Linked DNA regions of Mus musculus: region 2 is linked to region 1. The links are chromatin contacts, called in public promoter capture Hi-C maps. All regions are on one chromosome and are shown on one strand. Each heading gives the region's core, a stretch centred on a gene start, on an enhancer-like site or on the middle of the called end of the contact. The rest is flanking DNA. Distances are from core to core; before and after follow the strand shown. Region 1 holds the start of AW551984 (expressed sequence AW551984). Region 2 has its middle 27 kb from the start of Scn3b.

The links. Promoter capture Hi-C pulls out the DNA fragments that hold promoters and counts their contacts.
Region 2: a promoter capture Hi-C map of embryonic stem cells shows a contact between it and region 1, with 2.9 times the contacts expected there. The contact joins the enhancer-like site here to the promoter of AW551984 in region 1. A contact is called at or near these places in 3 of 39 promoter capture datasets (cranial neural crest, embryonic stem cells and hippocampal neurons) and 3 of 115 datasets of contacts at active chromatin or transcription factors (embryonic stem cells, forebrain and stem cell-derived neural progenitor cells).

Annotation. Positions count from the first base shown.
Region 1 is chr9:39,601,217-39,605,665 of GRCm38.p6, reverse strand. AW551984 (expressed sequence AW551984) reads left to right here and starts at 2,014. Exons shown (of 20, transcript NM_001199556.1): 1 at 2,014-2,139; 2 at 2,355-2,451.
Region 2 is chr9:40,239,770-40,244,218 of GRCm38.p6, reverse strand. No RefSeq gene overlaps it. Among named protein-coding and RNA genes, the nearest start is that of Scn3b, 27 kb to the left of the region's middle. Within about 2 kb of position 2,563, at least 115 of the 459 cell types and tissues checked have an H3K27ac peak or open chromatin away from gene starts, as enhancers often do. A contact at or near this core is called in embryonic stem cells, forebrain, hippocampal neurons and 1 more, where this site is marked.

The DNA of each region.
Region 1 (4,449 bases), core at 765-3,264:
ATTAAAGTTAAGAAAGAAGAATATACAGAAAATGGAAAAGGTACAATATTAAAGGCTGGTAGCTTTCTGAAGTGATGAAGAGAAAACTCAGTGTCCAAGGACATGATAGATGCTGGGTAAGAAGTGACCAGAGTCACTTTCCAGCATCCAGGGGCCTCTCTGAGTTACTTGGGGGAAGGGCAACGCTTTCTGCTCCTGAGGCTTTAATAGAGAAACAGTCAGGTGATTGCTCAGCTGGCAGCTGGAGGAACACAGTTTGGGACTTCTGAACTAGGAGAGATGGGAAAAGAGAGAGTGAGAAAAGAAAAAGCAAAACTTAAAAAAAAAGACAGTGAGGAAAACAGTTTCAATGACAAAGATAAAAATGAAAACAGGAACATATGTAAGGAAAGTGTAAAAATGGTAAATGAGTGCAAATGTCTACTACAATAAGGGAAAACTGTGCTCTTTTCAAGACAAAGAAAACAAACAAAAGAAAAAGAAAAAGAGAGACAGGAAGAGAAATGTCCCAATGGCTTGTTATAAGCCAATTTTTATGAGGTCATATTCTCAATCAAGATTTCTTCTTCTCAAATGACCCCAGCTTATGTCAAGTTGAAATAAAACTAGCTAGTACTGTTGGGTAATCATATTCCTATCTCCTCTTATTGACAAAATACAAATTCATATACCAGTGCCTTTCATATATACACAGATGTATGTACAATATGTATGCATATAAAGTGACGTTTTTCTTTAAAGGTTTGATCATTGGACTCATGAAAAACTTTAAAATGGAAAAAGTAAATTACACATTGTTTTAAAATAAAGTTTGGATTTATGGTTAACTATAAAGTTCTATTTATTTGTGTATATTTGCCATAAATACTCCCCAATTCTGCTTCTTACAAGATGTGTGTCATGTCTCCTCTGTGGAAGACAAGTTCTAGGTTTTTATTTCAGCACAATGGAGGAAGAAATCTGTTTAGTATGCCAGGTTTTGGCTTTTGCTGGTAGATAGTCCAGCAGACAGTGAGCAGCACCAGATGTGATTTCTACAGTGTGTGCCCTGAACGGAACATAACCTGGGGATGGAAGCCAGGATACCTCAACTTCAACTCAAACTTCAAACTTCGAAGCGCTGATGTAAACCCATTGGTAATTAAATTTGTTACAGAAGCACCGCATTTCCACACCGGGTCTTTCTGTTGTTACAATTTTAAATGTTCACGTGAAGAAGGATTTGCCTGCCTTTGACTTTGCCTGGTCTGTGATCCATCCTCTGCATCTTGGAAATTTAACAGGGATTCTCTTCCTTGCAGATGCTTCAGTCATAGAGTTGCTATGTTACAGCAGAGCCAGAGAGGTGGGCGTGTTTTCCAGGAAAATTAATCCGCAGCTGTTTTCATTTTTCTTGACTCACAGCACCGGGATTTCTGGGGAAGGTAAGAGCCAGCGCTGCAGACATCCCTCTCCCAGCTCTGAAAACACCCAACCACTCCCATCCCGGACATTGCCTTCCCTTCCCCGGCTCCACTTATTCAGGAGGCCCATCCCCCTTTAGGGGCTTGCTTAAACTGCAAGAGCCAAGTGTGGGGAGTGGGTACTTGTGAGTGATTTCTGCGCCATTGGAAGTTTATCGGGATGCAAGAATCCTTTAATCATCTAATAACCTCAAGCAAGTCCCTCTTGTTCTCATCTGTCTTAAACCGTCTCTTTCTCTACTTCCTTAAATCTTTGGCGCCTACTTCTTCAAACTCTGAAGTTCCTTTCCTTTCAGTCAATTAAGTTATCAGCTTTATGTAAAATTGTGCCATGGGAGTGCAGTTAGAACGAAAACTGAAAACTGATTGGAGCTCTTAAGTTCTTAAAATAAATAAATATCAGGAAGTCTTGAGGTGCTAAAAATCAAGAGCAGACAATTGAAAATTGAAATTACCCCCCCCCCCAAAAAAAACTATGTAAGCTCCCCTTTCCAAGTCTCCTCCATGGTTAGCTTCTAGTTCCCAGCAGCCAACAGCAGGGGAGTGGCCAGCTGTTTCTTCACACTCCCGCCCCCTTCACTGCAGTTGTTCTGCCCTGAGGGTCCACACCGGAGCTGATCCCGGGTGACTCACTGAGAAGCCCTCGGTCTTCCACGTCCACCACCAGCAACAACAGGTTCTTGGATCTTGGTCCCACCTGAGGAAACTCTCTACCTTAGATAGACACTTTTCTCATTTTTTTTTCCCCCCGAGAGACAGAATGGAGCCTTGCCACAATTGACTGTTTATATGAGAAAGGGTGGAGTGGTCAGGAAAATCCCTCCGCGAGCGAAATTTACTATGAGGTTAGATTCAGGAAATAAAGGATATTTGTTTTGTTTTTCACTACAGGTGACTGTGGTCTGCCTCTCTCCTCTCAACCTCCTGCAGTGGCCACTGCCAGCCTGAGATCTCTGCTGCCAGACACAGTACATCTTTCAGCCCTTGGGTGAGTCTCCTGCTCTAAGCTTCCTATTGATATTAGGCATTCTTTTCCCTGGCCTCATGCCTTTCCTATACATTTTGTCTTATTTAAAGGACGCCCCCCGCCCCCCGTATTTTTTCCTAGATACTCTGTGTTTTCATAAATTATCATCTGTTGCAATTCTTGCTTTGCTGTCAAGCGGTAAAACATTTTAACAGCCAGGATTTATTCCGCAGCTGTTGAAGAATAACAAGTTGAGCCAGAATCATAGCTGCTGATTTGTGGGAGTGGGTGTGTGTGAGTGTGATCAACATGCAGATTGCGCGCTCGCTCTCTCTCTCCCTCTCCCCCCCCCTCTCTCTCTCTCTGCGTGTGTGTGTGTGTGTGTGTGTGTGCCCGCGCGCGCGCACGCGCTGCCTATACTAAGCAAATGCTGTATCACTAAGATACGTCACAACTCAGATTTGTAATTGCTATTAAAATGAGGATGGTTGGCCCAGGAGTAGCACTGTCCACTGCTTTGGAAGCTTTGAGGTAGGGCTGTGCCACAAAGAAAGACAAAAGCCCTTATTTGCATAGTTGTAGGAAGGTGGAGGTATTTAAATCAACTGCCCCTTCAGCCGGTTCATCAGCATCAGAGCAACAGTTGTCCTGAGCATGCTGTGTGTTCCAGGCAGTGCCGCTTCAGCTCCAGTGAAAAGTACCTTTGTTGGTGCCTGCCACTGCAGCTCAGGTCATTTTTTTCTCTTTTCTTTTTTCTTTTTTCTTTTTTTTTTTTTTTCACAACGGGGGAAGAGAAGCTAGGTGATGATGATCAGATACAGAATGCTCTCGTGGAAAAATTTACACCCATCATAGGTGTTAGTGCAAAAACGGTGTTCACTTGCGTGGGTTTTTAGTCTCTTTAATAAAAACATTAAGAAAGAAGCTGACTTAGAAGGAAGTTCCAGGATGGTTATATTAGAGTTGGAGGAAAGAAAGACAAACCACTTGGCATCTGCTAGAAGGAGAAGAGAGGCTATCCATGCCCTTAATATAGGCATTTATGTGGCTGTCAAAGGAGAGTTTGGGTCTATAGAGAAACATCTAGAAAGCTTGCCCTACTACCATAAGCCAGTAGGCAATAGAGTCCTGTGTGACAGAAGCTCTGTGAACTCCACATTGTGGGAAGGCTAACAGTTACCAGGGTAAATTATCTCGTTAAGAAGACAGTCCTTTCTCTTTAGCTGGCTACCTTTTGGAGAGGCTCCTGACCTGGTGACTGACAAGCCCAACTGTATTAACTCGTAAGATAAGGATAACAATATATAATGTATGGCTCTAACCAGGGCCTTAGGTACAACTCAGATTTTATTCTTTTCACCTGGAAGAAGTACCTCTCCTTTAATTGCTCCCCCACCACACCCTGCAAAGCCCTCATACCTCCCCATTTTCACATGGTATTTTCAATCCTGAAGTGGGGCCAGGCTCATGTTTCTCTTCCGAATGTTACCAAAGCCATCTGAAAGGGAAGGGTTCATCATTCCTGATGGACTTCAGGGTCCTTAGAACCTGCATAGCTACCAAACAGGGAGACTCAAACAACATACGGACTCCGTGATAGGACAGTCATGGCCATCATAAAGCATGAACTCCTTCCATTTTTTTTAAAAAACCATAACATGTTCTAGCTTTAAAAAATATTATACTATTATAGAAACGAAATGGGATATCTTACTTTTAAATTGAGCTTATGTCGCATTTATCTTATACATGTGTAAATTAGAAAAGCTGGGAGGTGACCTTGGTGATGTATTTGCATTCTGCCCTCTAGGACAACTCACTTACAAGGAGCCAGAAGGCAGAAGGCAGACAACCCTTGAATTGCATAGCTGCTCACATAGGTCTCTGAGTGGTGTGAATGAGATAATAAGCAGGAGATGTTTATTGAAAAGTAGTGACCATGACAACAGGAACACTGCTGACGTCATTGATGAAAGCCTTCTAAGGATCTGCCCCAGGTCTAGAAAGCTCGTCCATATG
Region 2 (4,449 bases), core at 1,314-3,813, 640 kb before region 1:
CTAAAATCTACCAGTGAAACCAACAAAAACAAAAGCCAAACAACAAAAACTAGTGTTGTCTTCCATCCTTGAATACTGTATTCTTCCTCAAACATCCAGGCTCTTCCTGAGACTTGTAACTATGCAGTAAGCTTTTGTAGGCAAGTTATTCAGGGTTTATGGGAAGGGTCTTATCCAGGTATAGAGAAGACAGCTGTGGACTGAAGAGAGAGAAAGGGGGAGGGGGGAGGATGGGAGGGAGAATGGAGGAAAACGAGAAAAAAGATGGAAGGGAGGAAGGAAACCAAGAGGGTACTGACCCTATGTAAAGATCCTAAGTCCTCCTTTGTAGCTATACTTGATCGCAAAAACATCAGATGTGGTTAGAGATGACAAAAACATTCACAGAAAAATGGAATTCCCCCAGGGTAAAAGCACCTTATATAATAAGATGACAGAAAATGATCCTCAGCGATAAGTGGAAAGGCTATGACCACAAATCAAGTGCAGCATTTTCCATGGTACTGGGAATTCGGAAGTAGGTGACATTGCAGCTCAGCATAAGATCTAGAGCTGAATTTCTAGCTTTTCCCTCTCATTGATACTGTTTGTATTCTTGGGCTAGTGACTACCATTTCCTGGGCTGATGTCTTCTGACAGCTTGTCACTGTTTTACACATGATTCTTTGATCCATCCGTTTCAAACATTCATTGAGTTAATAAATCAATCATCAGACACCTATGGAGCATGTGCAGTATGCCAGGCACTCTTCTTGGCTCTAATGGCAAAGCAGTGTGTATGACAATCTGCCCTCATTCGGGCGCGATGGTGCCCACCTATGGCCAACACTCAGAAGGCAGAGGGAGGAGAATTGCAAGTCTGAGGACAGCCTGGGCTACATGGCAAGACTTGACCTCATTCCTACCCTTGAAAAGCACAAGTAAATGATTAAAAACGATCATCTTCGTTACTAGGGATACACCCTAGTGAGGGTAGCATGTATGCTTTAAATCCTTCACAGTCCTAATGATGCAAACATTGCAGGGATTGTGTAAGTTATAAGAGACCTGTGTTCTAGTCTCAGTTGTAAATCTGAGTTATCATCTCTCTTTGTATTCAAAGATGCATTCAGCCCAGGAATATTGAAAAGACAATATATTCCAAATCAGATACTGAATCCTGAAGAGAAAAAAGTATCTCAAAAGTGAGCTGCCCCCCCCCCCCCACAAAGCTTTAATCTGCAGGATTTATTTATTTATTTATTTATTTATTTATTTATTTATTTATTTATGTGTTTCTCTGCCTGTCTGACTTTATGTATCTGTGTGTGAAATGTTCTTAGCTGGGTTCCTTTTTTTTTTTTTCGAGACAGGGTTTCCCTGTATAGCCCTGGCTGTCCTGGAACTCACTCTGTAGACCAGGCTGGCCTCGAACTCAGAAATCCGCCTGCCTCTGCCTCCCGAGTGCTGGGATTAAAGGTGTGCGCCACCACGCCCGACAGCTGGGTTCCTTTTAAGCCTGCAGTGTGCTGTCATTGGACAAGAAATGCACATGTTGGTCACATGAAGCCAGCTCAGACACAATACACGCAACTGGTGCCCTTAGCTATACCTGGCCTTCCAGGCCATGCCCAAGAAAGTATCAGTAAAGATCAGGATTTTGGGAGTCAAAAGAGCATTACTGTTGTGTATTTGGACATGAATCTGTTTGGGGGAACACTTCATAATTGTGGGTTACAGGGAATCTTGAAGGAGGGGAGGGAGGGGTAATGCTTTGTTTGGTCTGTGTACCACACCCCCATTCTCATCTTAGAGTGGATGGTCCGTTTTAGTTCCTGCTTGTTGTCACATTATAAGGGGGAGGTGCTTTTTCTCCTGAAAGAGTTTCCATGGCAACCTCATCCAGCAGGCAAAGAACAGCAGCTCTCTTAGCTTCAGCTCAAAGGTTGAGAGATAAAAATATACTCTCATTAATCCAGGATCCATGTATGGTTAGGACAGGAATTACCTGAAAGTGTCAAACCAGCTGGGGTGAAATTTGATATTTTCTTGCATTTCTTAAGACACACAACAGACCACCAAAGAAAGAGCTGGTGCTCTGCCTTCAGCCCAGCTCCTTGGGAAGCAAGGCTGCTTCCGTGAGGCTGGATTTGGCTGTTAGCGTTTCTCTCCGAAGATCTCTCCCCTGCACTTTCATATTGCAAAAGATCCTGTGACCTGGGCGCCAACATGGCTGGATAGGAAAGCACAGAGTACAAATGCTAGTTCAGGGTTGATTATTATACCCTCACAACTCGAAATCAACCGTTTAGCCACAAGCTTCACGACACCTCCGCGTTTCTTTTCTTTCTTTCTTTTTTTTAAGCTTTAAAACTCTACCTTCCCCGATGAACGCCCAAGTGAACAGTGAGGCTTAAATGAGGGCATAAATATGGAACATTTTTCCGGACGTGGGAAAGCTGTGCTAATGTACACGGCGAGGAAGACTATGATTAATGTGCTCGAGCCTGCTAAGGGAGGGTGTGTGGGAACAGGCAGTGCCGCTCTCCCTTCTGGGTGGGAGGGGAAGCCGTGCTCCCTCAGCAAAGGGACATTCGCTCTCAAACGGGCCACGCCCACAAGGTAGAGCTTCCATCCCCCACCCCCACTAGAAGTGCAGTCTCTGCCTTAAATCCAGAATAAATTCCCCCTTCATTCCACCCACCCACCCACACAGATGTGTTCCCTACTTCCCATGTGGCACCCTCAGATCTACCCCAGCCTGCCTGTCTGCTGCTGGCTTTGTGCTGGGCCTGTGCTCCCGCAAGGACATCACTCCGTTCCTTGAGCTGTGAGGCTCCCTTTCTTTCTCAGGCATTGTTAACTTTTCTCCAGCAGGCTCTAGTGCTGCGGTCTACTTCTCTCTGTTGCTGCAGCTGCTTCCCCCTTGGAGTGTGCATTTCTTGCTCCACCCAACCAATCTCAGCGCACTACAATGACCCTTGCCAGCGACTAACCCTCAGGAAGAAGTCTTTAACATCTTGGGAGATACCTTAGTTTTAACATTTTTATGTCAAGGTGGAGAGATGGTTCAGCGGGCAAAAGCTTACCAGGAAAGCCCGACCACTTGAGTTCAATGCAGGGAGCCCGGGACCGGGAAGGAGAAGATCAACTCTTGAAAGTTGTCCTCAGACTTCCACACACTCAGAGCACACGATCACACTCACAAGCACCATTCACACAACAACAGATTTTAAAAATCCCTCTTAATTTGGCCTTCAGTTTCCCTAACCTTTAAAAAACAATTGTCAGTTCTCCTGACTACAAATACTGAGTCTGTGCCGTCTTTACCGGACTCCCAGTGGGAACATCTTGGAGACTCAGAAGTCTGGCCTTGGTGCCCGTGTGAACTACACTATGAACCCCCCCCCCATTCACTTGTCTTCATTTCTTCTTTCAGTGTTGAGAAATAAACCTAAGTGTGTGTGTGTGTGTGTGTGTGCGCGCGCGCGCGCGCATGCATGTATGTGTGCACTTGCCCATGTATGCATGTGCAGAGGTTGAGCAATTCTGGGTTAAAATTTTGGAAATGAGTGGGTAGATGCTTATGGTATCTACAGGCTCACCCTCCCTTTTGTTGGGTATTTCAGCTAAGGTCATCCCCCGTTGGGTTCTGGGAACATTTTGCTTTCCTGGAATTTTGGAACTTTCTGGTGGTTACTCCCTGTTCCCCGCCCTCTATTGCTATGCACCTCTGTTCTATTTCCTGACCCTCAGTATATCGCCCCCGACTGCTGCCATACCTGATTCTGCTCTCCCTTTCCCCTCCCCCTCCTCCTTTCCTCCCAAGTCCCTCCCACCCTCTACCTCCCGGGAGTATTTTATTCCTCCTTCTAAGAAGGACTGAAGCATCCAAACTACAGGTATCCTTCTTCTTGAGCTTCATATATGGTCTGTGAGTTGTATCATGGGTTTTCTGAGCTTTTTCCCTAATATCCACTTATCAGTGAGTGACTGAGCCAGCTCAGTTGGTCAACAGGTTCTCCCAGGCAGGGGCAAAGGATTAAAAAGAAAAAGGACAATTAGACAACACTGTAGCATGACCCCAGCCAGTTCTGAGGCTGAAGCGGGTTTATTATTTTTCCAGTCTGCTTTTATACCATTTTTGTACACACAAAATAATAAGATCAGTTCTAGGTCAAGAAAAAAGCAAGGCAGTAAACAAAATCCTGTAAACAAAAGGAATGCCACATGTGCCTTGGCTGAGTCGGCTCTGAGATTTGCATTAATTCAAATGTAAATGTTCTTAGTCCGAGCCTTTTTCTTGAGTCCTAGCTCAAAGTCAGATTCCCTCCTTAAGCTCTCTTCCTTGTCCTGGCCAGAGGTCAATTTCCCTCCAAGTTTCTAGAAGTGGCCTCCAAAAGCTCTCCACAGTGAGTACATATCATGTGTGTTCTTTTGTGACTGGGTTACCTCACTCGGGATGATATT